2 separate regions of the Ovis aries genome follow, and region 1 is linked to region 2. A link is a contact called in public Hi-C data. All regions are on one chromosome and are shown on one strand. The core of a region is the stretch at or near the end of the contact, and the rest is flanking DNA. Distances in the headings are between cores, read along the strand shown. Region 1 overlaps CLIP1 (CAP-Gly domain containing linker protein 1). Region 2 holds the start of DENR (density regulated re-initiation and release factor).

The links. A called contact is a pair of places that touch in the nucleus more often than the background predicts.
Region 1: a contact with region 2 is called in a Hi-C map of liver, with 2.8 times the contacts expected there. The contact joins the enhancer-like site here to the promoter of DENR in region 2. A contact is called at or near these places in 4 of 16 Hi-C or Micro-C datasets (blood, hypothalamus, liver and 1 more).

Annotation. Positions count from the first base shown.
Region 1 is chr17:53,082,941-53,089,573 of ARS-UI_Ramb_v3.0, forward strand. CLIP1 (CAP-Gly domain containing linker protein 1) reads left to right here. Exons shown (of 27, transcript XM_060401140.1): 5 at 491-713; 6 at 4,417-4,614; 7 at 5,466-5,569. Among named protein-coding and RNA genes, the nearest start is that of VPS33A, 69 kb to the right of the region's middle. Within about 2 kb of position 2,846, at least 2 of the 54 cell types and tissues checked have an H3K27ac peak or open chromatin away from gene starts, as enhancers often do. A contact at or near this core is called in liver, where this site is marked.
Region 2 is chr17:52,786,985-52,793,126 of ARS-UI_Ramb_v3.0, forward strand. DENR (density regulated re-initiation and release factor) reads right to left here and starts at 4,549. Exons shown (of 7, transcript XM_060400753.1): 1 at 4,382-4,549; 2 at 3,539-3,652. The coding sequence starts at 3,644.

The sequences.
Region 1 (6,633 bases), core at 1,596-4,095, 290 kb after region 2:
GATGTTAAAAATGCGCTAGTCATAACATGTGACTCCAAGTGTCAGTCTGATAACTGACTAACCAGATGATACTTCTCCCCCTTTACTTGAGTGAATCGGCCAGCTAGGTGCTTGTTCGATTTCTTTTTCCTTTTGTTTAGCAAGGTTTTATTAAGTGGGATCACTGGGTTGCTGAACTCTTCTGTTGTGTGTTTATCAGATAGTAGAAATGACTTCCTTTTTACATAGAATCTTAGCAACAGACGAGTGATTCCGTCTCTGCGTATCACACTGTTGTTTCCTCGTGTGTCTTTGAGGACATTACTGAAGTTATTTATCAGCCTGCATACCCAGTGAACGCTGCAGGCTGGGTGTACCGCCCCAGCCGGTTGGTAGAATTCACAGCAAGCCGGTCACAAGTTAAGAGTCAGGAGAACCTTTTGGTTATAAGTTTTTCTTTCTTGTCATTAAGCCGCTTTTTGTTCCTGTCCTTAATTGTTGTCCCCTCAAGGTATTTTCAGTGTCAACCCAAGTATGGCCTGTTTGCTCCGGTCCACAAAGTCACCAAGATCGGCTTCCCCTCCACCACGCCAGCCAAAGCCAAGGCTGCCGCGGTGAGGCGCGTGATGGCGACCACGCCTGCCAGCATGAAGCGCAGCCCGTCCGCCTCCTCTCTCAGCTCCATGAGCTCCGTGGCCTCCTCCGTGAGCAGCAAGCCCAGCCGGACAGGACTGGTGAGCCTCCCTTCCTGTCTGTGCATCTCTGCATCCCAGGCATGTCAGATGCCCCCCACTGCCATCAGCACGCCTGCTTCGCTTTAGGAAAGGTTACGCCTCCTCTCACCCTTGTATGAAATGTTTGTTCACTGTAGCTTGTGAACATCCTTATACATTTCGCAGCAAAAGAGAACCCAAAAGAATTTTTAACAGCTCCTTTCAGACTCCTAAGACTGGGAGATACCACAGTGCTTGGTGAATCGATAGTAACGACTCCCTAGTCTAACATATGGGATGGTTGATCATTCTGATATTATTTTTGCATCAGGAAGACAGGAAAATTGGAGGGATCCCTTTCCCCAACTACCTGGGTCTCTTTCTCTTTGTTGTCAGACTAGGAACTAAAAGTATTTTGAGAAAAGGCATGTTCTTAGAATTTTCATGTTGTGTTCATGCAGTCTCACCCACTGAAAGCAGATCAGTGGGTGTGGAGTGTTCCTGCCTCAGGCCCGAGGATGCAGAGAAGAACTTAGACAACTGGAAAAGATGCCTGAAAGGCCCTGTTTTGTGTTGTCTCCTCTCTCCATCTCCCCTTCCCACTCTCTCTCCTTTTCTCCCCCTTTCCTGCTTTGATCAGTAAGATAAAATCATCAGAATCAAAATAGGCAGCATCTTGTTCTGTTTGTTAATGTCATGCTTTCTTAGGGCCAAAGCAATGACTTTTTGGCTTTGCTTCCCCACCCCCACTCCTTGCCCTTCAGTTTATTCGCTTGAAGTGAGGCAGATAACTGTTCAAATTTGACATGATTGCGTGCGATTACACTCCAGACTGGATTCTGGGTCTCTGGTTCATGACAATGAACTGCAGACAGGAATTAGAATGTGAAGTGGCGCGACTGGGGAGTAAGGCTGCTGGCCCCTGATCTTGCTTGGCCTTCTTTCCGTTGACACTGGGCAGGGACGGGACCTTCGGGGGCGTCTTTCTTTATAGCAGGGGCTACCCTCCTCTGCAGTCATTGAACTTCTTCCCCTTACGTTCAGGTGATACAGGTACCTGCTTGGACTATGTTATTCTGCATATAAAAGCCTGCATCTTCAGTGTGAAAATTACAAGTGAACTTGATAAGAAAAGCTTGACAAGAACTCTTAGAATGTCTGAGTGAAATGAAGGTGAAGAAAATCCTCTATTTGGATGAAGCCTTGTTCAGAGTCAGTCGGCCAGCTCTAATGTGGACATCGAGTTTATGTTTCAGGACATGAGTTTACATTTTCAGGACTAATCCAGGAGCAATTCTGTGGACATGTCTATTCTGGATTCGAAATTCTTTCTTGAGTGGGTTTTTTTTTTTTTTTTTTTGAGACATTTTTATTGTGTTACAATTGTGTCCATTTCTTTGGCAATTCCCCAAGCCCTTCCTGTCCCCCCAACCTCTCCTCTTAGTTTTTAGACCAGTTCTGATTCCTCTTTGAAGAAAACTAGCGAAAGAGAAATGAGTCTCATTGCCTTTTAAAGCAGCTTATTTTTATCTCTTTATATCGAGTGGTTACAGTTTCTAAACCAGAAATCACCATAAATGAATATGTGAAAAACAGAATAATCAAATGCATGATTTCCTAAAAATACAGCTCAACAATATGATCCATTGTACATATGTAAAAAAAGCTGAAAGATTCTTGAATGAAAATGATCTTCTGACAGTATTTATCACAGTTCCACAGAACCTTTAGAGTCTCTGTTATTTTCTCACAGTGCCCATAGGCCAAAAAAAAAATAGCTAACAGTTCTGTTTATTAAGTATTTCAGTCCAAACAACTTCATATTTATGTCCTCATGGTTTAGTTACTGTTCAAAAAAAAAAAAAAAGATTCTCATTAGATGAAAGCAAAAATAGTATTTGTAATTCATTCTTAAATAACCACAGTGAGTTACTGTTAGGTTGCTCCTCATGGGCATTGCACATCCTATCAAACCTTGGACTCGTAGTGAACACTGCCTCCCTCATTTTCTTTGCTACATTGATTTGGGCTTTTTGTCCTGGCAGTGGCCAAAACCCAGCTTTGGAGAGATGTGACTGAAAGGAATGTAGTGTCATTATAAATACAATCCAAGGTTGAAGCTGAATTCCCTCCAAGCTAGTAGTTTGCATCATGTCCAACAGGCGTCACTGTTAACCTGGGAGTTAGCTGCAGCACCCTGGGGTGTGTCTCCCTGCAGGGTTTGAGAAGCTCAGATTTAGTGTATTCAGGAAGAAATGTTGGCTAAGACTCCACGCTCCCAGTGCAAGGGGCCCGGGGTTCGATCCCTGGTTGGGGAACTAGATCCCATATGCCACAACTGAGGGTTGAAATGCCACACTAAAGATTCCACGTGCTGAAACAAATGAAGATCCTGCATGCCGCAATGTAGACCTGACACGGCCAAATAAATAAATCTCTTTTTTCTTTTTTTAAGGGAGGAAATATTAGTACGAGAAAGTATAACCACATAGTGAAACTGGAAAGTCAAGGTCAGGTGGTTAAAAGAGAGAACAGGAAGTCCCCCTCCCCCTCATATGTTTAAGTAATTCAAGAAATTGCTCTCAGTAGAAACAGTGGCATTCTCCTCAAGCCAGCGATCACTCGGTAAATGGTCTCAGACAAACGCTGGCCAAAGGTTTGCAGCTTTGTCTGGAGCCCCTCCCAGGCCCCCAGAGTCCAGCCTGCAAGAGTGTTATTCAGCTTGTCCAAATGACCTCTGAACTCTTTACCAGAAGGTTCTGTCCTCTGTGTTTTCACATGACAGTTAGGCACCTTGAGAGGTGTCTGCTATGTGAAACAGCAGAGATGAGAGCAGAAACAGGTTTTCTCCACGCTTCCCCCGCTGCTGTCTCTCCCTCAACTCCTGTTCTCCTCCCCCCTCCCCATCTCATCCACTCTTTCTCTCTCTCCTTCCTCCCCCTACTTTTCTTTCTCCACGAACTTCTCCTTTCCCCCTTTTCTCCGCCCGCCCCACCCCGTGCCATTTTTCTTCCTTTCTCTTACGTGTGTACTTGCACGCTCATCCATTCACACATGCTTGGAAGGCACAACACAAGTTTCCTTTTCATCGTATCCTTGTAAATGTTTTCTGGGGATTGGAAACCAGGTCCTCACAGCTGGATCCCTGGGTGAAATCACCTCTGCCTTTCGTTCTAGAAGAAAGGTGAAGCAAATCTGACAAAGTTCCGACTGTGTAAACTATGTAATCAGTTGAAGGAAGGTCTGTGATTCCTTGGGTGACATCATGGTCACTTAAAGGTGTGTAGAAGCTCAAGAAGTTGAAAAAAGTCTCATTCTAAAGTCTAAGGATCAGAAGATTGGCCAAATTGTTTTCATGAGAAGATAACTGTTCATGAAGTCCAGGTGGAAATGGAGTCTTGAGAAGCTTGTGACCTGGGTCCTGCAGGATTTTTCTACCCGGCCCCCTCAGCCCAGCTCAGGGCACCTTTGATTTTGAGCCACAAACATCTTCCTGGTTTTTCTGTGGCCTCTTTACATCGGTGGGCTCTTTGTGACATTGACAGGCCCGAGGCATGCACCGTCTTGTCTCCACGATGGAAAACCTTTCCTAAGCCTGGGCAAGCCTGCGAGCCAGGGGCAACGCTTTTACTTTGCCGAGGAGACGCCCGCCCTGCATGTACTGCCCCCTCCCTACATCCCTCATAGCATCGCCGCCCTTCACGTCTTTAACTTTCCTTTGCAGTTGACTGAAACTTCCTCCCGTTACGCCAGGAAGATCTCCGGCACCACCGCCCTCCAGGAGGCCCTGAAGGAGAAGCAGCAGCACATTGAGCAGCTGCTGGCCGAACGGGATCTAGAGAGGGCGGAGGTGGCCAAGGCCACGAGCCATGTGGGGGAGATAGAGCAGGAGCTCGCCCTGGCCCGGGATGGACACGACCAGGTGAAGTCTGGCCCCGACCTTGTGGTGGAGATGGTGACGGGTTCTAGGCTGATCTTGCTGCGGAGTCGGTGACGGTGTCTAGATTGAGGGCGGAGGCTGGGCAGCATAGCTGGTGCTCGGAGCCCGGGAGCTGATCCCTGGCATGCTGGAATGAGCACAGCTATCTTTGCTGGGCTTGTCTGAAAGCTGTGCCCTGGGTCCCAGTTTGCACCGTCGTAAAGGTGAGGTTCTGCTCTTCTTGAGCCTGCTGCGCTCTTTGGCCTTTGCATCCAGGCCTCTCGGCCTGTCTGTTGTCAGATGAGCTTAAACACCAGGACCTTAGTAGTGGTTGCAACTCCGGTTTTGTAGATTATGCTTTGTATGAGTTTCAGCTTCAAAAGAGATGAGAGGGGAGACTTCCCTGGTGGCCCTATGGTTAAGACCTCGCCTTCCAATGCCGGGGGTACAGGTTCAATCCTTTGTTGGGGAGCTAAGATCCTACTTGTGACCAAAGAAAAAAAAAGCACAACCAAGAAACACCAAAGCATAAAACCAATAAAACCAGTATTTTAACAAATTCAGTAAAGACTTTAAAAATGGTCCACCTTAAAAAATCTTTTAAAAAGAGATGAGAGTTGTTTTAGCATTACCCCCTTTTGCTTTAATGGTGTGGTTTTTCATCATCCGGCTCCCAGAAGTGCTGCCAAGAATAACCTGTTATAAGAGATCATAGAAAGCACTTTAACGTGACAAGGTTTTTGACTAATGCCAACCCACAGTTGTACCACTTAGCAGTAGCTCTTTGGGAGGCACGTCTGGGCCAGCATCTGGGTCAGGAGGAGGCCACTCACTGACACCCTTGCCTTTCCCAGCACGTCCTGGAATTGGAGGCCAAGATGGACCAGCTGCGAACGATGGTGGAAGCTGCCGACAGGGAGAAGGTGGAACTTCTCAACCAACTTGAAGAGGAGAAAAGGTGATCCCAAAACCGGCTCTCCTTTTTAAAGCACCTTAGGGAGAGCTTTCCCATCCACAGCCTTGCTGGGGTCAAACCCTTGGAACCACATGACTGACTGTGTGTTCAGTGGAGATGGGATTCCCCCTACTGTGTGAGGAGGGTTTGCTTTGACTTGGCTTTCTTGAGAAGTTTGGAACCAGACAGATGTGCCCTGATGAACTGAGTGGCTGTATATTGAGCACTGACTGTGCACCAGACATCCTCTAGGAGATGGCCCGAGCCAGTCCATTCAACCCCGGGGCCCACCTGAGCCATTCCTCAAGAGGGGATTTTTTTTTTTCTGGGCCCAGTTACCTGGTATTTATGAAACATTGTCCAAGTATCTGATGAAATTATGTGTGTTAGGGAGCGGGGTAGTGACAGAAGGGTCTTGACCTCGAGAAACTCACTGCCTTTATAGGAAAACAGAACTCTCAGTTAGAGAACTATCCAGGGCAGGATAAAATCCAGTGCTCAACTGTGTGAGACAGAGAAAGCAAGCTTGCTTCTCATAGAAGGTCTTTTGAGGCCATGAGCAAACAAGCTCTCCGGGAAAGGTGTCTGCGTAAAATCGGTTGACTGTCTCTGGGTTATGGGACGTTTGTCCTCAGTTGCACTTAATGCCATTTGCTGTCATTTCTGATCACAGTGATGTAACTCAGGGGTCTCTAGGATGACCAAGTGCTCAGGAAGGTCACAAGCATTGGCTGTTGTGGGAGGTACAAGACGGGGGTGGGGGGGGTCATACATTCAGTGGATCTCTGAGGAGATGACTAGCCACTGGGGAAAGAAGCACTACAATAGAAAGTTCTCCTTGAATCTCATTCATAAAAAAGGCTACACGTGAACAAGACACACTGACAGACCCTTCCAGGCCCTTCTGAAGGCCAAGGCCCCTGTACCACTTGCTTGGGTTTTTAAACCATCTCTTGCTGAGCTGACTTCTGGACAGTAGAAATGTTCCCCCAGCTCTTCAGTAAGCTTGAGGGCATCAACCTACGATTATGTTTCTGATTCAACTGAGTAGAATTTTTTTTATTCTA
Region 2 (6,142 bases), core at 3,299-5,798:
GTTAATAGAGATACTATCTTGATTTGTGTTTTTGATCTTAAGAACAATGTCTCCTTCAGTTGCTAAAACATCAAACTATACTATCTGGCATGTCTTACGGTTTTACCACAACCACTTCAATGGGTTGGAAACTAAGCTAGGATGGGAACCATTACCCATGCACAAAGCTTAAATGGAGCTGGTTATTTCTTTTGATAACTTCACTAAAACAGCCGCTAATTTCCGTTCATACTAACACATTTACAGACTTCAGCAGCACCTCTGCTACCATTTCTTTGCAATACAGTTTTCCTCTTCTTTTCATGTTATGCTACACAAGATCATGAAACTGAATTTCCTTCCTTCAAAGGGAGGTTGGTTCAGTCTTGTCACTAGATAGCCTGCAAAGGCTAAGGGACTAGAAAAACTCGAAGTTTCCCAATTTTAACTATAACTCTATTACTGGGTCAACTGCTTATTTTAATTTTTAAGGTGAGGAATGGACTGGTTCAGTGGCCCCAACACCTTGAGGCTTGTGAGGGAGAGGACAGGTAGTACACCATTACCAGTAACAGCAATTACCATCTACTGGCACATCCCAGGCACTGTTATACTTTGTATCATGTTTCATCATCACAGCCTGATAAGGTAAGAACTACCATATGTTTATTATGATTGAGAAAAATGAGACTTAGAACAAGTAATTCATTTGCATCTGGTTAGAACAAGATTTGAACCTTGGTCTGTTTCTGAAGCTCATGCTGGTTTACTTAATTAGATCACAGAACCTATCAGGCAATGTAGCTGTGTACCAGTGCATCAGTCTTTTAAAGATGAAGCCCTGAAATAGGTTAAATAGCTCACCCAATGACAAAAGTGGTAATGTGGCAGAAACTATTCGATAAAATGCACCATCTCTTTATTTCAGTTTAGAGTTTCCCACTAAAGCTCTGTCTGCTTAACCAGAGCTCTCTAATCTTCACAGTTCAGGTTCAATCACTAGTAGGAACAAATATTCAGCCACACTTTCAGGATATAATTACAGGTTAAATACCATTACTGCAAACTCTAAAACCATAAAATTTTGTACACCATTTCAAATAATATTCAATGCAGCAAAATTCTAATATGATGAAAAAAGTTGGACAAATCTTCCAAGTTCCACATTATTTGAGTCAATTTTCCTCCACAGATGATTTACTATTTGTAAACTATAGCTCTTCAATGAAAATACTGAGCAGTCACCAGCTTTACATCACTAACAACCTGATCTTATGTACCTGCTGATGATATATGAAGAACAAAGTCCATCATCCATGAAACCTTCTGCTATGGTCTTCATGTTTGTGTCCCCTCAAAATTCACAATGTGGTGTTATTAGGAGATGGGGCCTTAGGAAGCATTATTTTATTCTTTTCAACAGCCCGCTGAGGTAGGCTCTGTTATTCATTTTCTGGATGAGGAACTGGCCAAGGTCACTGGCCTGGCTTGACCAATCCTGGCTAAGCCAGGATTCAAACTCAGACTGACTTCAGATTCTGAAGTCTCAGTACTGCAGACAAATGTCTCCCTGGAAATGACCCCATCCCACGTACCTTTGTTTTTCACTATATTTCAACCAGCATTCTGCACCAATTAGCTCCTTTTTTCCCCCTCTACCCTGAAAATAGCATATTAAACCTTGCCCCCATAGTACTCTTGCCTGGAAAATCCCATGGATGGAAGAGCCTGGTAGGCTACAGTCCATAGGGTCACAAAGAGTCAGACACGACTGACTGACTTCACCTTACCACCTTTCCTTGCAAATTCTACCTATTACGTAAGGTTTCTCACTTCACTTTACCAGCTTCCCTTCAAACAAAGATCCCTCCTTTTCCTAAAATCCTAATTAATAGCTCTGGTCAGTACTATTTATTTTACCACTGAATATTCCCTAAGTCCTTCTCCTACAACTAGACTTTAAACTCCTTAAGGAAAAGGTAATCCTGTCTCCATCCTAGTGCCTGGAATATCAACACAAACTAGGGAAATAAAAATAAACCTTTCTCAAAAAGGTTAGGGACCTCTGGTGACTACTGGTGAAATATCACTGGGTTAGATGCATACTTAGTGCAGTTATTCAAAACCAACTCAGAAGTGACATAAGCAATTGAAGAGGATGACTTTCATATACTGTATTTCATTAATTCTTTCTTCTTTTCACTTTTACAGGGATGCATCCCATAATTATGGCATGTCAATCTTAAAAAATTTTTCTTCCTCAGTGGAACCTAAAATAATGGTGCATCTTATAACATACGAAGACTTAGATTCAATGAATTAGGATACAAAGAATGGTAACTCATAACTACATCTGACGAGCAAGAATGAATAAACTAAACCAGTATACTTTTTTAATAAGAGCACTTACTGTATTATGTTCTTGTATTCATTGTTGAACCAGCTTTATAGGAATTATTTGACTTCAGATATAATCACCATCTTTATTTTACAGACCTTAAGAAACAGACCTCTAACCCTTAGTGAAATCAGGTAACTTGCCCAAGGTCACAGAGCTAGAATAAAGCAGAAGCGGCTGGTAAAGCCCAAGGTAAGGATGCAAACCCTGGTCCATGACTCCAAAGTCAACCTTACATAAAGTTCCCCTGCCTACTCTCTGGGATATTTTATACTCATTTTATTTTCTTAATCAAAGATAGTAAATAAATGATGAGTCGATACAATTTTTCAACTCAGTGACATCACTTCTCCTTTTATAGTACTTAAATTCCAGAAGAAATCTCCATTACATTCACAGAAGGTAAGGTCCACAAGAACAATGACTTCTCCGAACTTAGTTATTATTCAGTCTCCAGCACACAAAACAGTTAGGCACGTAGTAAGTGGCCAAAAATATTTACTGAAAAAGATAATATTTACTTGCCCTTTACTTTACTGTCGTATGTCTTCAAATTTTTCTGAACCTTTTCAAGATGCTAGTAAAATTAGCTATTTCCAATTAACAAATATTTCTGAACTGAAAATGAGGAAACACACTCAAAGGGAAAAAAAAACCCTGATCCACATTTTATTAATCAACTGTCCTACTGTCCATCACTCCAGTCTCATCATCTTCCACTTGTTATTACACTATTCCTACACTACACACTATACTCATACAAAACTGCTTATTTCTCCACAGACAAGCTTTTCCTTACACAGCTATTCACTTCATCTAGGATGCATTTTCCCACTCCCTCATCCAGTCATCCCTAAGAGTCAATTATCTTACAAGAAGCCCAACTTTAACGGCCAGACTGGAAAGTTACTTTGGGCTGGAATAATCTATTTACACATGTCTATTCCAACTGGACTGAAAATTTCTCCAGGCCAAGTAGCAAGACACAAGTCCCACAGGTTGGGAAAATCTGTTCATCCATGCCTCCTCTTCCCCAACTCCCAATTAAAGATTCACCAAATGACAAAGATGAAAAAATTACTTGGACCAAATGTGAAGCCACTGATCATAACGTCTAAAAATACGGTGAGTAAAAGCCATTTTCTGCCTTCCAACACTTACCTCCACAGTAAAGGACTCGAAGTGGGTAATCTGCATCTAACTTGGTGTTGCTCCTCTGGTCTCCTCTGCAATCATGCCCACCGGATTCAGAAATGTCAGCAGCCATTTCAAAACCTGTCAGAAAAGAAAATAACACAGCTTCACTATTTGGGACCAAGGCCCTGAGAGAAACACTGTTCAAGTGTAACCTTGTCTTCCAGTAGAAATCCCCCCACCCCAAATCTGTTTCAATTCTCTGCTGAATGAAAGGTAAGAAGCTGGATCCATAAAATATGAGTAATTCTGGGCACACCATTTTCCAGGAAAGCGAGCGACAACAGTGAGATTCATAGCAAATGGACCATGACAACGAGGGGCGGGGCGGGGGGGGGGCACCGGTGGAAGCAGCAGCAATGGGAAAAAAGGATGGGGATAGTGACCTCGGTGGGGGCAAGGCAAAAGGTTTAGGGGGTGATTCGGGAGGGATGCAAAGTACAACAGAGAAAGGCCACGAAGCAGCTGAAGGGGCTGGAAAAACCTACGAAGAGGGGGTGAAGAAGGGGTGGGTCGCCGGAGGCGCCCAGAGTGCAGGGTGTGGGGGCGGCTGGATGCCAAGAAAGGGACGCTTTAGAGTCGGGAGAGGGGATGGAAGTGGGAGAGGGCGGGGAGACTAGAGTCTGAGGAGATAAGAATACGGGCAAAAGAACCAGAAAGGAGCAGAATGTAACAGGACTAAGGCGACAAGGGCGGTCAGGTGTGAGGGCGCGACCTGAAGCGACAGGGGCAACCCCGGGGACACCAGAGCGGCCCATGTGGGCGGGGGTGTGGAGGCGCCCGGCCCGGCCCCCTTCCGCCGGACAGCACCTCAGCTTCCTCACGCTCTCTACAAGCTTCTCCGAAGCGGGAGAGGCACGAGGGGTTATTACCCAGGCGGTCGCACAGCCTCCACCGCCTCCGCTCCCGCCACTACCGCCAGCTGAAGCGACACATGCGATTCCTCTTCTCCAGCCAGAGCCGCCCGAGAGCGCGTCTACCAGCGGCGGTCCCGCGAGATAATAAGCCTTTATCGCGAGACTCAGTGGCCGCCGGGCGGCTGTCGCGAGAAGCCTGAAGGCTGGGGCGGGGAGGAATTGGAGAGCATGCGCATTTCGCTCAGGGGCGGGGCCAAGCAGCCTAGAGGCTGACAGCCAGTAGGCGGTGCTCGTTACTTGTGGGAGAGGGTGGGTGGTCCGCGGTCGCGGCGCGAAAGGGGGCGCTCTTTGGAAAGCGAAGACTGCTTACTGCTTGCTGCTGAGGCGGGGACGTGGCCGTGGCCCTGGGGTCTGGAGTGCCTCCTTCAGTCCTGACTAACCTCCAGCCTATTGGATGTCATTCCTCCGCGGGGAGATTGCAACTGGAAAATGCGTTTGGTTTAATTTCAACGACCTGCCCTATATTGGCGGAATTCTTTTTAAAAAGACAGTGTCAATGCTATTCCATTTTTCTCATTGTCCTGCAATTTCACCAACCTAACAACTATTTTCACAGCTTCCTGGTGTTTACTGATCCTTATATATGTTTTAAATTGGAATTAAACTCTCCCACGTCACTGTAGACTAAAGAAGTATTCACAACCTCAAGATTGCGAGTTAGGTTTTACTTGGCTGGAATTTTAGGGCTTCAAGCCTAGGAGGCAGCTTCTCAAGTTAACCCTGAGAGAACTGTTCTGGGGAGGACAGAAGCCAGGATATATAGGCATTTTGCAGCAAGGAGCAGGTAGTCTGAAAACCAAAAGATTATTGTTAATTAAAGAAAATCAGGTATGTCAAGTAAAGAAATTAAGTGATTTTTCTGTGTGAGAGTAGATGCAGGAGTCTGGGCTTACTGAAATCTTTCCTTTAATATACACGTCAGCTACCTGGGGCCAATATCCTGTGTTTTCCCATCCTGAGTTTCCTCAGTGCTCATTGTAGGGAGTAGCTGTAGTCTGATGACTGCTAGATGGCAGGTAGTTTTTTCCTTCCCAAGTTCCCTCAGGGTTCACCAGCTCATAGTTTGGTGGTGATGATGACTGTGACATCCTTTGTTTACTGATACTGCAGGAAATAGTCCATTTCTCATCAGGTTTTCACTCACGGTGTGTCTTGGCTTTGCTTCCATCTAGTTGTTTCATTTTGGGAAAAACCCTTCGTATCCATTTTCAGCCTGAGTCCTATTTAGGAAATGGGAATAACACTACAACAGTTGAAGAGATGTGGGTTAGGGAAATGGAGACCAAAAGTGCTTTGTAGATGTTGGAGGTGGTTCTTTTCTATTTTGCTGTTTCCTCCACTCACATCTGTTTCATTCTTCCCCTTGACTACAACTTCATTTGCCACCACCAGTACCACCCTTAAATTGTCTGCTCAGAGCTTTGTGTGTATGAAGCCATCTAGCATAATCTTTTGCACCAGAGACTATGACCTCTACTCTGATATCTTTCTTATATAAATGAGTGGTTTCCCCCTCTCACAGAAGAGCATCAATTCTAAAAGATAGTAAAAGATCTTGTTTCTAAGCCTATTTGATTCCAATAATAAAAGCTTCCGTTTATTGACACTTAACATGCCAAGAACCTGTTCATTTGGAGATCGAGTCCAGGTGACT